Regions from separate parts of the Sus scrofa genome. Here region 1 is linked to region 2. Evidence: chromatin contacts called from public HiChIP or PLAC-seq data. All regions are on one chromosome and are shown on one strand. The core of a region is the stretch at or near the end of the contact, and the rest is flanking DNA. Distances in the headings are between cores, read along the strand shown. Region 1 has its middle 31 kb from the start of RNF19A. Region 2 has its middle 63 kb from the start of ANKRD46.

The links. HiChIP or PLAC-seq counts read pairs in DNA pulled down with a chosen protein or histone mark.
Region 1: a contact with region 2 is called in an H3K27ac HiChIP or PLAC-seq map of alveolar macrophages, with 2.7 times the contacts expected there. The contact joins two enhancer-like sites. A contact is called at or near these places in 2 of 5 promoter capture datasets (fetal liver and liver), 1 of 47 Hi-C or Micro-C datasets (embryonic fibroblasts) and 2 of 2 datasets of contacts at active chromatin or transcription factors (alveolar macrophages and skeletal muscle).

The regions. Positions count from the first base shown.
Region 1 is chr4:36,657,540-36,660,892 of Sscrofa11.1, reverse strand. It overlaps a transcript of RNF19A not described here. Among named protein-coding and RNA genes, the nearest start is that of RNF19A, 31 kb to the left of the region's middle. Within about 2 kb of position 1,727, at least 2 of the 83 cell types and tissues checked have an H3K27ac peak or open chromatin away from gene starts, as enhancers often do. A contact at or near this core is called in alveolar macrophages, where this site is marked.
Region 2 is chr4:36,462,520-36,465,510 of Sscrofa11.1, reverse strand. No RefSeq gene overlaps it. Among named protein-coding and RNA genes, the nearest start is that of ANKRD46, 63 kb to the right of the region's middle. Within about 2 kb of position 1,385, at least 8 of the 83 cell types and tissues checked have an H3K27ac peak or open chromatin away from gene starts, as enhancers often do. A contact at or near this core is called in alveolar macrophages, where this site is marked.

The sequences.
Region 1 (3,353 bases), core at 478-2,977, 200 kb before region 2:
GGCACAGTGGTTTAAGGATCTGCCAGAGGAAGATCCAGCAAGGGAGAAAGATAAAGTGGAAGGAGAACCTTTTCAAAATCACACCTTCACAAGACAAAATGTATTGGTCTATCCCTATACTTATGCCTTCTCCTAAATATAAACTGTCCTAAGAAGTCAAAAACAAATAGGAGCAAACTGGGAAGAGGAGCAAGGGAAGGACGGATGTGAGAGACAATAACAATGTATCTTACAAGATATAAACTATTTCTCGGGCTTGTTCAAACTTGAGGGTATTAAGACACTTCCTCTGATATTTCTAAGAAAGGATCAAAATTCTAAAGGAAGGGCTGTCTAGTCTCTGATAATCACAATGCATGGTACAAAACAAAGATAAACACAGATCTTTTTACTTTTCCCTGTATATTAGTTTCCCATAACTCATTACCACAAAGTGGGTGACTTAAGACAACAGAAATGTATTTTCTCAGTTCTGGAGGCTAAAAGCCTCAAATCCAGGAGGGTTACAATCCCTTTTGGGGTGGCAAGGGAGAATCCATTTTTTGCCTCTTCCATGTTCTAGTGATTACAAGCACTCCTTGGCTTGTGGCCACATCACTTCAATCTCTGCCTCCATGGTCACACTGCTTCCATCTCTTATGTGTATCTTCCTCTCTTCTGTCTTAAGTTTCCCCTGCTTTTCCCTTATAAAAACAACTTGTCATTGAATTTTTATCCACCCAGATAACTCACGATGATCTTCTCAAGATCCTTTATTCATCTGCAAAGACTTCTTCCAAATAATGTATCATTCACAAGTTCCAGAGATTAATACGTGAACACAGCTTTTTGAGGGCCACGATACCGCACACTATAGGATTCCAGAAATTTTTTTAAGTACATCAGTAAAGTGTGTTATGCTTATGTAAAAAGCCAAAGGACATTCATCTATAACTTTACAGTCATTACTATTATTTATTTATCTTTTTAGGGCCACAGCTGCAGCATAGAGAGATTCCCAGGCTAGGGCTTGAATCAAAGCTGTAGCCACTGGTCTGTGCCACAACCATGCCAGATCTGAGCCACATCTGCAACCTACAGTACAGCTCACAACAACAAAGGATCCTTAACCCACTGAGCAGGGCCAGGGATCGAACCTGTGTCTTCATGGAAACTAGTCATATTTGTTCCAGCTGAGCCATGACAGGAACTCCCTATTACTATTTCTTTTTAATGAAAAGATACGGCTATAAGAAGACATCCATTTGATTTAGCTATATACTTGATTTAGCTCTGTTTGGCTATGTATAACTGCTTGCCAGGTAACCAATGCAACCCCTGATCTGGATAAAAGAATCAGTCATTGTGCTCTACAGTAGATATCTTGTGATGACAAGCTTTTCTAAATGGTTGTTTTACTTTCCCCACTCAAATGCCCTTAATCAGTACAGCCCTCTATTTCCAGAGGACTTATTACACAATTTTGATTTAAGGATGCCTTTTTAAGTGTTGGTTATTCATACAAACAGAAACTGAAGGCTAAATTAATTCAAGCAATATTTAAATAGATCAGATGTTTAAAATCTGGAGCAGAGCTAGTCAGCTCTCCTGATTCATTGTGTTATAAGAACATCTTGTATTGATTCATTGTAACTTATTCCAAAGCGGAGATAAACAGAACCTCCATATGCAGTAGCCTCATGGGTACTTCTTCCTTTTGTTTTTACACTGAGAGTTGCTATGACAAGTTACTAATAATGAAAAAATCTCTTTTGCAACAGCCTTGTCTGAGTAGTTCAGAGTGTTTCAAAGACATAACTTACACTAATCAAATGAAATAGATGACAGCACATTCTCCCTAATTTTATAGACGGGGAAAGAGAGAGAGGCAGAGTGATTTGGGATAAGTTGTATAACCAAGAGAAGTCAGATATCCTGACTTTCCATTCAAATCAGTAACTATAATTCGATGACATCTGTGCTTCTGTATTTAGACTCAAAAGACATGTTAGAAAAAGACTACCAAAGAAATACAAGAATTTCTGTGGAAAGGAACAAACGTTTCATGTAAAAATGCCTCTAGAGCTGTGCTCCACTGTAACCACATAATGGATCAAAGACTTAGTACAAATAAAAGAATGTAAAGTCACTCATTAAAACATGCTGAGATGATAATATTTGGGATATGCTGGGTTAAATAAAACATACAACAAAATTAATTCCCCTGCTTCTGTTTACTTTTTAATATGGTGAACAGAAAATCTTAAATTACATTTATGACCTATGTTATATTTCTATTAGATAGCCCTGCTGTAAAGAAAGTTAGGAAATAGTTACCTGACAATATATAGACTTTATTCAGTTAGCAAATACTTATCCAACACCTATCATTGCCAGGCTTTAAGCTAAGTGCTGTGTGAACAAAGAGAATGGTCCCTGACATCACAGAGTTTACATGATCTTCTACACTTCTACTGCACATTTCTTATGTACCATCTCATTTGCGGTAAATGCATAAGAATAACCTAAATTAGAATACTTTACCTTAGGGAGCAAATGCCAATACGTGACTTAGAAATCACAAAATATAAACCATTAGGCCATCTATTTTTGTGATACATTATTTACATTATTATGTTATATATGATTTTTCTGTAAGCCCAATACGGTCTCATTTCCAATAGCTTCTGGTTTCTTGTTCCTTACCTCTAACTAGTTTGCTCCCTCCTATGGTTCGCTTCTACCAGAATGTCTCTTCAACTGGCAGTCTTGCTTGCCATTCACATTACAACAGGGCTGTTTATTATTTCCAGGGGTCTTCAGAGAGGGACAGAGGCTGAAAATGTTAAGTGTACATAATTTTAAGGGGCCGACTTCAGGTTTTTTTTGGACTCAAAACTAGGTTTTGAAGTTTTGGGGGGCTTAAACAAACTAGGGTGATTTCTGAGGATTTTATTTCAAAAGTTAATGCAAACTTATTTGAGGGCTAAAACAACTCCTCGTTAGTTTTGTCCTATTGACGCTTTCACATAAGAAAACTCTCCTGTGTAAAATTTCAAAAACAAATTAACAAGTAGCATTTCTTAAGAAATGACTTGTAAAACAAAATACTAAATAATATTGATAGGACAAGAATGTATAATGTTTTTTAGGCTAATGGCATAGATTTCAATAAGGTGTTATCAATAAACAAAACAGCCGTTCAGGTTTTATTGACAGTTACAGAGAGAGCAATAAAAGCAAAAACTATTTTATCAGAAGGTGATAAGAAAGTATTACATATGATAGCTACTGAGAAATAAAGTACCCAAGTTTTGAATACCCAAAATGACTTCATTGCCCTTTTTTAGTGGGATTCTACCAGCATCTGAAAT
Region 2 (2,991 bases), core at 136-2,635:
TTCCTAGTCGGATTTGTTAACCACTGCGCCACGACAGGAACTCCTGTAGCTCCAATTTGATCCCTAGTCTGGGAACCTCCATATGCCATGTAAAAAGAAACAAACAAACAAAAAAACAAACAAAAAAAAAGAAGTAGAAAAAAGAAATAAAATGCCCCACAGTAACTGGATTATGAGGAAGGCTCCCCCTCTTCTCTAATTAAAAAGATACATTTTGTATTATTTGTATAATAGAAAGATACATATATTCAATTAAACATATGTTATTTCACACTGTAGGGGTCAAAAGGGGATATGGCTGGGATGGTTCAGGAACCTCATGGCACCTTAGAAAACCAGAGCATTTCTCAGTGTTGAAGGGCAGGGGTAGGGCAAGCATGGAGGCGGAAGGGCCATTGGGGTGTCATTGGAACAATTTTAGTGCAAGCGACAAAAACCAAACTCCAAAGGGACCGCACCAAAATAGGCAGGAGAGAGGAAAATAATGGTGAGGAGGTGGGGCTGGGAAGGAGGGAAGGGGGAGGCAGGGAGGGAGGGAGGGAGAAAGGAAAGAAGGGAGGGAAGGAGAGAGAGGAGGAGAGGAGCTGGCAAAGACCAGCGGGAGCCGGAGCCCCGAGGCTGCTTTCAGGACTCTGTCTCCCCCAAGCCTCCATCAGCTCCACTTTCAGGCAGGCTCGAGTCTAGCGGCACCTGCCAAAGTGGCCTCTGAGCGGCCCAGCCTGGCTTATGTGTCCATCCCTGGGGCCTACAGAAGCAGAGAAGCAGAGAGGGTTGAAGTGTGTGACCCCAAGAAAAGCCCAACATGCTGCTGTCAGAAGGAGGAGAAGGAGACAGAGACAGGAAGAGCCTTAGGTAACAGCTCCAGTCAATCTGGTTCCGGGTGCTTTGGAGACTGGCTCTTAGGTGTGCCCCGGGCATATTTCAGACCTGGGCCAGGAGTTTGGATAAGACCTAGAGTGGCTGCCCTCAGAGGCCTGGGGGCGGTGGGGGAGGGCGGGGGAGGGGGGAAGATTCTTACTCACCGAGGTTCACACTGCGTGCACTGTTCTCCAAAGGAAGTGGGAATTTCCATGTGGTAAGTTCCCTTCCCTGTACAGTGAATTACTATCTTGATGAGAAACCCGTGGGCCGCTGCTTGAGAAGAAAGGTATTCTCTGAATGAGAGGGAACTTAGCACCTTGCTTTCAATGGTGACAGTGCTGGGGTCACCTCGGGGGGTGGACGGATTCATCTACAAATACATACATCTGTGCAGACACCATACTGCTGGCCTCTGCAAAACACATGCTGGGAGAACACTTCTGCTGTTCACGATGTGTTGCTTTGGCCACAACCACTCTCTCCACCACCCCCACACCCTGTGGGCTCGGGCATGTGGGCCTGGAGTTCCCCAGTTGGAACCAGACAAGAGATGAGCAGGGATTGCAGAGGTGGGGCTGGGGATGTGAGGGTGGTGAGCTGGCTGGTAGCGGCCAAGGTCCCTTCCAGGACCTCCTTTGGGCCTCTGTCTCCTAGGCTGTCTCATTCACCACTGAGTTTCTAACCTGAGCCTCCAAGGTCATGCCTCTCTCATTCTCTGCCCCAAGGTGCTCAGATTTCCTTTTCCCTGAGCCCCCAGCCAGAGCCATTGAGCAATTCACCTGTGGGTGTTCTATCCTAAAACTTATAATGCCAGTTGAATCAAGAAAATCCACATGTGGCCCTAAAAAGCAAAAAAAAAAAAAAAAAAAAAAAAAAAGGAATTCAGCTGTAATGAATCTGACTAGTATCCATGAGGATGTGGGTTCACTCTCTGGCCTCACTCAGTGGGTTAAGGATCTGGCATTGCCATGAGCTGCGGTGTAGGTCACAGATGTGGCTCAGATCCCAAGTTGCTGTGGCTGTGGTGTAGGATGGCAGCTGCAGCTCCGATTTGACCCCACCCTGAGAACTTGCATATACCACTTGTGTGGCCCTAAAAGCAAAAAGCAAAAAAAGAAAATCGAGAGCTCTGTCCTCCCAAGGAGGGGACAGAAGCACAGGAGACCCACAGTTCTGGATTCTGATTTGGAGCCAAGGGGCTCCATCTGCTGCTTCCCTAGAATCCTTCCCGACAATGACGAGCCTCCACGATCCCTGCCAGGGGCTCCAGCTGCTCCAGCGTTCCATGACAGCTCTCCGGCTCTTTCCTACCCCAGGGAAAACACGGCTCTTCCCCAGCCCTGGAAGTCCCTGCCCACCCTGGGCTCCCATGGGCTGAGGAGGTGGGAAGGGTGAGTGCGGAGCTTGGGAGCGAGACCACGCTCCCACTAGCTCCAAGAGGTTCTGCTGGGTGACCAGACCTGCTTCTGTGGCGTTCTTAGCCAGCGTGGGGCTATCTGAGAAAACTGCTCTGCCCTCAACAGATCATCAGATCCCTATTAGAGCCTAAGGGAACTACGTTATGGGTAAAAGTGACATTTTTATGGGAAAAGGTGGAGACTAATAGTAAAAAAAAAAAAAAAAAAAGTAAAAAAAAACCCCAACTTGTTATTTCCCCATTTTGTATAAAGAAACCTTTCCCTATAAATGATCCAGCAATTTAATAAATACTAATTGATAATTATTAAATGAATAAAGAAGAGGGAAAAATCTCTTCTATGGAATAATTCTAAATAGGATGTAGATATTCCGTCCTCCAGGAGATGGAGCTTAAGTCCCCTTTCTTTGAGGGTGGGCTGCATTTAGTGACTGGTTTCCAAAGAGTATATGAAAGGGGAAAAATAGCAACTTTATAGGAAAGAAACCTGGTGGACACCATCTTTATCAAGTCAGGAAAGTAACATTGCCAGTGGTAAGCCACACTGCTACCATGATCTAATGAAAACGGCAATTCAGCTCTGGGGTGTTCTACCCTAAAACTTATACTCCCAGTTGAATCAAAAGAAAACCTCAGGAGTTCCCGTCGTGGCGCAGTGGTTAACGAATCCGACTAGGAACCATGAGGTTGCGGGTTCGGTCCCTGCCCTTGCT